2 separate regions of the Pan troglodytes genome follow, and region 1 is linked to region 2. A link is a contact called in public Hi-C data. All regions are on one chromosome and are shown on one strand. The core of a region is the stretch at or near the end of the contact, and the rest is flanking DNA. Distances in the headings are between cores, read along the strand shown. Region 1 has its middle 200 kb from the start of TRIB1. Region 2 overlaps NSMCE2 (NSE2 (MMS21) homolog, SMC5-SMC6 complex SUMO ligase).

Region 1 (5,759 bases), core at 2,668-5,167, 410 kb after region 2:
AAAAGGCAGTGAAGCAATTGGTGAAATGACTTGGTCGGCAAAACTCATGTTGGAGGATTATTATTCCTGTTCAAAATAGCAGCAGCTTCAAAGCTGGAACCTGGAGGCTCCCGCAGAGTCCGGCACTGCCAGCAAGCTGCCATCTTGCAGATTGAGATGAAGATACAAGAGGCAGAGAGGAAAAGCTGCTCCTGGAGGCTTCTTTCCTGATTCTTTGTCTCTCTCTCTCTTTTTTTTAATTAGAGGCCTGCAGGGGATCTGGGTGGCTTCCAACTTATACAGCGCTACCTGATAGAATAATTTGTGCTGCCTGGGCACCTGTCATCACCTCCGGAGAGACAACGGGCTGGAGGTGGAAAACAAGCTGCACACAAGGCTGCCGCCCCACCCACCCTCCCCTCACTGTGCTCCTCTGTGCCTGTAACTCTCTGATTCTTGGAGTTTCCTGAACTCTGTCATTCAGGTGCTCTCTCACGATGCTGGCTAACCTGTCTCCCATTTGTAACATTGCTTCCCAGATAATTGAAGTCAACCCACATTTTCATTCTTAAATACATATCTTTGGCTTGGCATGGTGGCTCATGCCTATAATCCCAGCACTTTGGGAGGCTGAGGTGGGAGGATTGCTTGGGCTCAGGAGTTCGAGATCAGTCTGGGCAACATAGGAAGACCCCCATCTGAACAAAAAATTTAAAACATTAGCCAGGCATGGTGGTGCACACCTGTGGTCCCAGCTACTCAAGGAGGATGAGGTGGGAGGATCACTTGGCCCCAGGAAGTGGAGGCTGCAGTGAACCATGATCACACAACTGCACTCCAGCCAGAGTGACAGAGCAAGGCCACCCACACCCTCTCTATATTTACCAGAAACTTCTCTGTTGTAAATGTAAGCCCAACTCCCTTGTGAGTAACAACAAGTTACTGTAAATATAAATATGTGATTATGAAAATAAAAAATTGTGTGCATCCTAAAGAAATGTAAGGATACAGATACATAAAGTGTTAATTACACACAGTGCAACTGGAGTAATGTGTAAAGTGCCTTGAGATCAGTATTTGCATGTGGTGTGTTGGAAAAGACACAGGCTTTGAGGCTGGACACTTGGGTTTTGATTCCAGCTCTGCCACTCACTGTGTAACCTTGGATAAGTTTCTTAACCTCTCTGAACTTTGGTTTTCCCATTTAGATAAGGGAGAATGATAACTTCATGTCCTTCCAGTGGTGTATGTGCCACACTTTGGAAAACCCTGAAAGAGCGGACGCAGTCAGTGCTTGGGGAGCATGTGCAGGTGCTGAGATCCATGTGCAGCATGTTGATGTGCATGCAGCAACTGATTTTGATTTAATCCAAGCCTTCGGGACATTTTGCAGATGAAGCAGCCGCGGATTAAGGAGAGATTAAGTGACTTTCCCAAAGTCCCTAGCCAGGAAACAGTGGAAATGGGGATCAAAGTGGATCATTGGACCCCAGACCCAATATATTTGGCATGATTGACAGCATTAAGCACACGGTGGTGGCCAAGAAAGTTTTTGAATGAGGAAAGCAACTGCAGAGAGGTGGCATGCGACAGCTGAAGGAACGCCGATGAGAATGCCGACGTAAGAGTTCTAGAATGTCGGTTCGAATCAGTGGCTCTCCAGTGGTGGCCGTGAAGCTGCAGGTGGCTGGGCTGCAGGGACTCTCTCCCTTCCTCCTGAGGGTGGGTTGAGGGACTCATCTGATGGATGTTTACTTTTTCCATTTTTCCTTTCTCAAGAGCAGGTCCTTCCCCCACCTTTTAAATTGTGATTTTGAGTAAGATTCCACTGGGGAGAGAAGAAAATATCTCTCTCTCTCTCTCTCTCTCTCTCTCTCTATATATATATATATATCTATGTATGTATACACGCACACAAATTTATAAAAATATATATTATGTATAAATATACAAAACATATAACTTTTTATATATATAAAAAATATTTTTTTGGTAAAAGCAGGTTCGAAGAGTTTTGTTTTAGGTGACCTTTAAGGTCTCCACTAAATCTCATTGGTTTTATAATTGGAGTGTGGGCATTTCTGCATCATGGTTATATAGTGTTGGAGAAGTCGGTCAGCATTCTATCTTCACTCCTTCATCTGTAAAATGGGCATGAGGAGACAAACACCACTCACTTCGCAGAGTTATCATGCGAACGTGCCCTAAGAAGAGCAAAGGATTCTGCAAAAGCATGGTATTAGTGAATTGGTGTCATCATCAACTATTTCTTGCATGGCATCTCTGAGCTGCCTTCTGGGAAGTGCTGGAGATATAGAGAACCACCAGACGCAGAGTCTGGTGGGAAATAAAGAAGCGTGGGTTGACAGTCTCCTGGGATATAGGTAAATGACCTAACAGTTTCAATGGGGAAATGATGAGTGCCCCAAGGTAAGCATGGTGGAGGGTCACAGACCCTGCCTGGGCCTGGGGGTGACAGGAAGACAGTGGAAGTTGTAGGAAAGTGACATCTGGCATGGATATTCAAGGGGGAGCAAAAATAATAATTACATTGAGTCTATATGTATATATTTTATTCACACACAATTTTGTGCATCCAAAATTAAGACTTGTAATCTTTCACTTCTCCTTTTGTGCAAGGATTTTATAGAGACAAAAGTAAATGCAAAGAGTATCATTGGGCCAATGTTGTGAACTTTGTTAATGACTTTTGCTCCACCCTTTTTGTCAACAAACAGAATTCAACCAACAAATGTGCTAGGGTCCGTTCTCTTGAGAAAACTTAACACACTTCCAGAACCATCAACTGTGAGAGCCTAGAGGGCCCCCTGAATATGTCCTGTCCAATATGTACACGGATAAGAAAATCTGGAACCTAGAGAGGTGAGGTGTCTTTACCAAGGCCAGTAAGTATAGGAGTCAGGTTGAGATCTGGGGGCTTATTGGGTATCACAGGCTCCAGGGACTTCAGAGTGGGAGCAGTGGTGTGTGCAGAGGCCAGGCCTAGAGGTCTGTAGTCTGAGGGCCAGGGTTGAAGTCCATCACTAATTTCATCCAACAATGGTTGCATGTGTATATGTCAGTTAGTAAGCTGTAGGCTGAGGGTATAGAGAGAAATAAACCATTTTCCTTGCTTTAAGACACAGGTACATAAAGTGTTAATTACACACAGTGCGACTGGAGTAATGTGCAAAGTTCTTTGAGATCAGTATTTGCATGTGGTGTATTGGAAAAGACACAGGCTTTGAGGTCGGACACCTGGGTTTTGATTCCAGCTCTACCACTCGCTGTGTAACCTTGAACAAGTTTCTTAACCTCTCTGAACTTCCCTTTTCTTATCTAGACAAAGGAGAATGATAACCCACCTATCAGCATTGATGAATAAAGAGTAAATAAGATACCACTGGTAAAGGGCGTGGGTCAATAACCTAGGACTATCATCACCAAGTGCAAGGGCTTGGGCAAGACATTCAACCTTCTGGGAGCTTTGAATGCTCTCACCATACAATGAGGTGATGGAAGTGAAATGTGCTTCGTAAAACTGTGACACGTTGAGCAAATCACTTTTGGGATTATTAGCCAGTCCTCACTAGCATATGAAAGGCAAGGTGGCAGGGCGGTTGTCAAAGTCCAGTGGGTTCTGTGGGTCGGAAGCCAGGCCAGTCTCTCTGATTTTATGCCTCTTTCACCCACTGCCCTTTTAGCCTCCAGTCATTTCCCTTCCATCACCTGAAACCTAACTGCATTGTGGACCAGAACCTGTAGATCTTAGGCTTGGTTTCTATTAGTAAAGCCCTTCTCCTGGGAGAGGGACTTACCATCAGGCCTGAGAAAGAAGTCAGGCGTGCTTGGAATGCAATTGCAAAAGAGGTTACAAGAGCCTGTGAGAATGCCGAAATCAAGTGATGTCGAGAGGTTTTGTTATTTTTGAAAAAATGACTCATTCTGAGAAACCCTGACAGCCTCAGAACATTCACCTAGTTGCTTGCATGCATAACCCGGAGCCCACTGCAGAGGAAAACAAATCCTGTTGTCACAGCTGAAGGAGGGGGTGGTGGGGGCAGTGAGGGCTGGTGGTGGGAATGGGAATAGGGATGGGGTGACCATTTAATGGAGGAAGAGTTTGAAAATGACTCTTGCTCTGCGAGTGGACTGTTTTAATTTCGCAAGTCCTTTTCTCTAAATTGTTCTATTCAAGCCATTACAGAACACATCCGCTTGGAGGCAACACATATTCTTTTTGCATTCAACTGAGCCAGCCACGGGAGATAAGATGATTCCCATTTGACCCTCAAAGGAAATGGGCTCTCAGATGGCTGAAGCTATTTGTCCAAGATGAGGGGGCAGAAGAAGAAAGGAGGGAGAGAAAAAGGAGGAGGAGGAGGAGGAGGGAGAAAGAAGGGGGTGGGAGAGGAGGGGAGGGGAGGGGAAGGGAGGAGAGGAAAGGGGAGGAGAGGAGAGAAACGAAAACCATGCTTGTCTTGTGGAGAAAGACTGGGAAGGGCTGTTTCCAGTGGGGGGCACCTGTTGGCCTCCTCATTGTGAGATGCTCCGGAGCATACGGGACCTCCGGTTAGGAGATGGGTTCTGGTTCTGCCCCTGGCCTTAGCCACCTGTGTGGCTTTGGGAAAACAGGTTCCTTCACCAAGTCACCATTCACATCTGTAAAAGTATGAGGATGAGTGGAGTAAAATATACTGAGAGCTTCTAAAACTTAGCAGGCACATGAACGTTCTGGAAAACTTGTTACAATATGGATTACTGGGTCCCTGCTCCAGGAATTCTGATCAGGAAGTCTGGGGAGGGGCTCCCGGGTGAGGCAGATGTTGCCCTTTAGTCTACTGACCTCCCTTGAGTAGCCTTGGTGGATGATCTTTAATACTCCTTCCTGTTCTGCCGTTCAGTGATTCAAAATATTCAAGAGCTCCCGGCCATTGTGCGCTGAGCCAGGGGCTGGGAATACAAAATAGAATAGGTTTCTGCCTTTCGGGCCTAGCAGTGTCAGTGTGGAAGCAGATGGGTGAGCGAATGGCATTGTCACACAAGGCCCACGGGGGAAGTGCTAAGGCAGGAGTGGTCAGTGCTTTGTGTGGGAGGCAGGCAGGGCTTCAGGGAGGAGGGTGTCGGGGTGAGCCTGTAGGGTGAGCCTTTGGGCCTTGGTTGTCCTTAGCCAGCAAGATGTGTGTGGGGCGATTTCTGGGGAGAGGGCGGTGTTGGCTGTTTGGAACGTGGCCCTCAGAGGACTGTTGGGCCAAGTGCTTGTTGCGTGAGCTGTGGCTTCAGTGCTGCTCAGAGTGATCTTTGGGCTCTGTCCTCCAGCTGAGCACCTGCAGTGCCCCTCTCCTTAGACGGCCCTGGGAAGAGCGGGCAGGAGCAGGTGGGCCAGGACCCTGGGACCACCTTGAAATATTTTCTAAATACAGTGCACACACACATATCCACACACAGATAAATATATAGAGATAGATGTGTACACACACAAACACACCCACACACAGGGTTAATCTTCCTTATTTGCAGATTCTATATTTGTGAATTTGCCTACTTGCTAATATTTGCTCGCAACCCCCAAATCAATACTCACAGCACTTTCTCAGTCATTCATGAACGTGTGCAGAACAGCAGAAAAATGGACTGACTCAACACCCGTGTTCCCAGCAGAGGTGAAACAAGGTGATGCTTTGCCTTCTTTTTTTCAGCTCAAACTGGAAACAAGTCTCCTTTTTGAGGCCTAGTTAGTATCATGTTTGGGGGACTTTTGTGCTTTTTGGGGTGATTTT
Region 2 (5,471 bases), core at 1,748-4,247:
AGGAGTTCAAGACCAGCCTGACCAACATGGAGAAACCCGCTAAAAATACAAACTTAGCTGGGTGTGGTGGCACATGCCTGTAATCCCAGCTACGTACTGAGGCAGGAGAATTGCTTGAACCTGGGAGGCGGAGGTTGTGGTGATCCGAGATTGCACCATTGCACTCCAGCCTGGGCAACAAGAGCGAGGCTCTGTCTCAAAAAAAAAAAAAAAAAAAAAAAAAAATGGTCTATGGGTTTTGGGCAAATGCACAATGTCATGTGTCCACTATACAGAATAGTTTCACTGTCTGAAAAATCTCCTGCTTCAACCATTCTTCACTCTCTCACCTTTGCCTCTGCTTAGGTTTTAATGTTCTTTTTGTAGATATTTAAATACTGTTTATACTCCAACCTGGAATTTTCAGGTAAAGACGAGTTAGTGAAATCAGTGATCAAGGGAAAGTAAGATGTTCTGGTAAATTATTTATAGTCCCTTAGGCTTTGAGATTTTGAAAGTTACTTACACAGTTAGCGTACAGGTAACAAACAGAGCTTTAGAATGCATTGGCTTCAAATAGGATGATTTGTGTGGATGCAGTTATATATTGCATCCATTTATTCCACAAAGATTTATTAAGCACCTATACTATATGCCAAGCCCTGTGCTAGATGCTTTCAATAGGAAATAAAGATTCCATAAGATAAGTTAGACTATTTTAGGAGTTTCCACCTTTTTACCACCAAGCTACCCCTTTGATAGTTGTTCCCTAGGAGGCATGTGTTTTGAAAGATCCTGTCTATTACATATTATGCTTGTGCTAGGCTTTCTCAGAATATTGAAAATAGCTTTTGAATCTCCACTGTAATTTTCAGGGAGTCCTAGAGGTCTAGAGATCTTCATAAGAAAACTGATCACTTTTTAAAAAAATTTTATTTATTTATTTATTTATTTATTTATTTATTTATAGATGGAGTCTTGCTCTGTCACCCAGGCTGAAGTGCAGTGGCATGATCTCAGCTCACTGCAAGCTCCGCCTCCCAGGTTCATGCCATTCTCCTGCCTCAGCCTCCCGAGTAGCTGGGACTACGGGCACCTACCGCCACACATGGCTAATTTTGTTTTTTTGTATTTTTAATAGAGACAGGGTTTCACTGTGTTAGCCAGGATGGTCTGTATCTCCTGACCTCGTGATCCACCTGCCTTGGCCTCCCAAAGTGCTGGGATTACAGGCGTGAGCCACCGCGCCTGGCCCTGATCACTTTTTAAATTCAGAGCATGAGTCTTTGATTAGGCTGGTTTGTGTGACTGTCACTGTGCTCAGTCCTGTTATTACAGCTGTGCTGAGGTACTTAGTGTGGCTGTTTTCCAGACTTGACTTGCTCAAATTACCATTTCTCTATCTTCTCCAGTTGCTTGCTGACCCAGCCTTTTCCACTATACTTAGTGGCAGTGACCATCCAAATATGAAAAAAAAAAAAACCAAAACAAAACCCGTTGTACTAGGATAGAAAATAAAGAGACAAGAAGGGCAAGAAGGCTCAGGTATTTGTGGTCATTAAAGCAGAAGTCTCTATGCTATTTTAATTGTTACTGTCATATGAGCCTCCTGATAATTTGTTTATTCGTGTTTGTACATATTCTGCATAATATCAGTATGTGCATTATTAGTGAAACCTAATTTTTCTCCTTTTTAAAATAAAAATTATAAATAGAAGTTCTGAGATTTTGCATGTACTCTGAGCTGCATGCATCCCACTTTAGAAACCTGTACTGAGAAAGCAGACTGATATTTTTTACTGACCAAAATACTAACCACCATGTCTACTGTAGCTTAGATTATTCTACAGATAATGCTGAGGATTCTGACATACAAACAGACAGGTAGGTTTAATTAGGGAAAAGTTCTAGAAGCAATTCCCCAAGTCACTGTGCTATTCAAATATAAAAACTCCACATGCATTTGGGATAAAAATAGCATATTCTGAAAAGTTGAGGGTTTTTTTTTTTTTTTTTGAGACAGAGTCTTGCTCTGTCGCTCAGACTGGAGTGCAGTGGCACGATCTTGGCTCACTGCAACCTCCGCATCTTGGGTTCAAGCAATTCTCATGCCTCAGCCTCCCGAGTAGCTGTGATTACAGGCACTGCCACCATGCCCAGCTAATTTTTGTATTTTTAGTAGACATGGGGTTTCGCCATGTTGGCCAGGCTGGTCTTGAACTCCTGACCTCAGGTGATCCACCCGCCTCAGCCTTCCAAAGTGCTAGGATTATAGGTGTGAGCCACTGCGCCCGGCCAAAAGTTGAGATTTGTAAAAAATAAATTAGTATAGAGAGTTTCAGTTTTACTAGATAAAGTTTTAGAGATCTGTTTCGCAACAACATGAATAAACTTGACACTAATGAACCATACATTTAAAAATGGTTAAGGTGTTAAATTTTATGTTACGTGTTTTAAACACAATAAAACAATCAGTTAGATATTGGTGATTTATCCCCTGTAACCAATATTTTAACATCTACTATATAAGGACTCCATTTGGTCTCTGCAGACCAAATTTTCTGCAGTTTTTGCTAGGTACTTTAAGCATTTTAGTCCCCTGTGGTTACATTATCAGAAAAATGAGAGTGCTTGTGATTCTTAATATAGAGCCAGATAAAATCCCTGAACACCAGTCCACTAAAGCTACTTTAATGGGATAAACTTTTAAATGAACCATTAATAATATACTCCACATATTTGCTATTTGGGGTCTGGGGAGGCAGATAGACAGAAAGAGATGGAAGAAAAGCCTGAGTTGACTTTCGTACTTTCAGTGTTCCAAAGCCTGGATATAAATGAAAGATGAGCATTTCTACTTAATTTATCTGGCTGGATTCCTGTGCCTAATGGCTGCATATATACCATAAACACTGTGAAGAAGCAACCATGGAAACACTTGTTTTCTTGTTGGGCTAAATTTACTCTGGATTGAATATTAACACAGTGCCTGGCAGTACTTTAAAAGCAAAAATAGCTTAAGCGTGATTCACTCTGAGTCATTTACTGCTGCTGCTGCTGCTGCTATACTGCCTAGAGCTTGACATTGAACAAGTTGGCAGCCTGTATTGCTACATTTTTTCTAGGAACTCTGAACACATTTCATTCTTGTGAATTCGCTTGTGCAACGATATTAAATAGAGTAATATGTTTATTTTGTTTCAAAGTCAAATGAATTTGAGAATGGTGAAACTGAATTATTTTTCTTGGGCTTTCTGGAAAAGCTAGATTCTCAGAATTCTCCCGTGGTTATAAGACTTACTCTATTTTATAAAGAATTAATAAAATGTCACTGAAGTTTTGTTTTAGACACTTTGGGCTTCGCTGATTGAAAACACCACACCAACTGAAAAATCACTGTGAAAAAGAACCTGGTAGTACTGTCAATATCAAGTAGGATTCATTAATTTTCTGACATTACTGGACAAGATGGTTCATGCCATTCAGAAAGCTCTTTTTCTTTCTTCTTCTTTCCTAATACAGTGAGGCATACAACGTAGCCTGCCTTATGGTTAAGTTGGGTGTATGACTTGTAAACTTCCCTCTTGCTATTAAAGATTATATAATGGGAAGTTCATTGGTTTTGAAAGGCAGACCAAACCCACCCATGGGATTTCTATTGGCTTTTTAGATGTATTGCATTTCTCTGAGTAAACCCATGTGGCTGAGAAATAGTGAGTAGCTTGTTGGCTGACTGTGGGAAAACCTATGAAGGATCAGTTGATCTCATTTGGGCAGGAGTCAGAAATGGCTGAGAATCTAAAACTATATATATGAGGATGGTTTTCTCTTGATGTTGCAATCTTTATTTTAACATGTTTTTGTGTTTAGCTTTTGGAGTTGCCTAACAGTATAATTTCAAATGAGGTTTAGTTTCAGCTGTTTAATTTTAAACTGTAGGGAACATGATTAAAAAAAATTAAGGCATTATCATTTGCCTTAGAATTTTAATGGTTTGTATAGAAAGAGTTTTCCTGTGACAACCTAAAACAAAAATGAGCCTAACCTAATTCTTGATATTATTTGAATTGTTTTACCATAAAATTCTTACATTAGAACATGTAACTCTGTCAGAGAATTTCAACATAGTTGCATAAATTGTGTTTCATATTACAACTTGTTCTCTGCTTGACTTCATTGAAAGTAATAAAAGGACTCTTTCAGAAGGATCTGGTGAGTTAACATCATTATTTAAAAAAAAAAAAAGTAAAGAACTTACTCATAATGTATCCTGTGTTGCTAAGTTTTCAAAGTTAGCTATCTCAGCCACACCCAAAAGCCCTTTCAGAAGATTGAAATCCACTTATTCATTTATGCTGGCTTAGAATTTTCTTCCTAGTAAGATCTGAGATCGATATAAATTTTCCATGAAATATATGATGAATGCAAGAAAAACTAACATTTGGAATTTGAGTTGCTGCCAAGTCTTGTGTGTAATATATAGTTCTTTATTCTGTGGTTAAAGAGATTTCTTATAGCAGGGCTTTCTCTAACTTGGGCCCTGTGGGTGCTAAAAATATCTCGAAGGTATTTTTTATGTTCCAAAGGGATACTATGACCCTTCCTCAGAGCTAGAATATAGGATACCAGTCCTGCAGTAGCATTCCCCATATCATGGTCATACCCACCCTCTACTGCTACATTTCCAAGGCATATAAATGAGTTTTTCATATGGCTTGAAAATTAGCTCAACAAAGTTTAAATAACCAACCATGTCAGGTTGTAAACTAAAGGGGATAGTCTAAATGAGTCTCAGAATAGCCCAGTAGCCACTGTGTTATTAATGCCTTTACATAGATGTATCTCTTTTATTGAGACAAGATCTCACTTTGTCACCCATGCTGAAGTGCAGTGACGCAATCATGGCTCACTTCAGCCTCAACTTCCCTCACTCAGGTGATCCTCCCACCTCAGACCTGAGTAGCTGGGATTACAGTTGTGTACCACCATGCCTGGCTAAGTTTTGTATTTTTTGTAGACACAGGGTTTTGCCACGTTGCCCAGGCTGGTCTTGAACTCCTGGGCTCAAGCAGTCCACCTGCCTCAGCTTCCCAAAGTTCTGGGATTACAGGCATGAGCCACTGTGCCCAGCCAGATGTGTCTTATCCATAGACATATTATAGGTTGCGTATCACTTACGTGAAATGCTTGAAACCAAAAAGTGTTTCAGACTTCAGGTTTTGGAATATTTGTATATACATAATGAAATATATTAGGGATAAGACCCAAGCCTAAATGCAGCATTCATTTATGTTTCATATGTAGCTTACACAAATAGCCTGAAGGTAATTTTATACAATGTTTTTAATAATGTCGTGCATGAAACAAAGTTTTGACTGCATTTTGACTGCAACTAGGTGTGGAATTTTCCACATGTGGCAATGTGTCAGTATTCAGAAAGTTTTGGATTTTGAAGCATTTCAGATTTTGGGATTAAGGATGTTCAACCTATA

The links. A called contact is a pair of places that touch in the nucleus more often than the background predicts.
Region 1: a Hi-C map of stem cell-derived neural progenitor cells shows a contact between it and region 2, with 4 times the contacts expected there. The contact joins two enhancer-like sites. A contact is called at or near these places in 2 of 7 Hi-C or Micro-C datasets (induced pluripotent stem cells and stem cell-derived neural progenitor cells).

The regions. Positions count from the first base shown.
Region 1 is chr7:135,957,319-135,963,077 of NHGRI_mPanTro3-v2.0_pri, forward strand. No RefSeq gene overlaps it. Among named protein-coding and RNA genes, the nearest start is that of TRIB1, 200 kb to the left of the region's middle. Within about 2 kb of position 3,918, at least 5 of the 24 cell types and tissues checked have an H3K27ac peak or open chromatin away from gene starts, as enhancers often do. A contact at or near this core is called in stem cell-derived neural progenitor cells, where this site is marked.
Region 2 is chr7:135,546,339-135,551,809 of NHGRI_mPanTro3-v2.0_pri, forward strand. The region is part of intron 5 of NSMCE2 (NSE2 (MMS21) homolog, SMC5-SMC6 complex SUMO ligase); the gene reads left to right. Among named protein-coding and RNA genes, the nearest start is that of NSMCE2, 130 kb to the left of the region's middle. Within about 2 kb of position 2,998, at least 8 of the 24 cell types and tissues checked have an H3K27ac peak or open chromatin away from gene starts, as enhancers often do. A contact at or near this core is called in stem cell-derived neural progenitor cells, where this site is marked.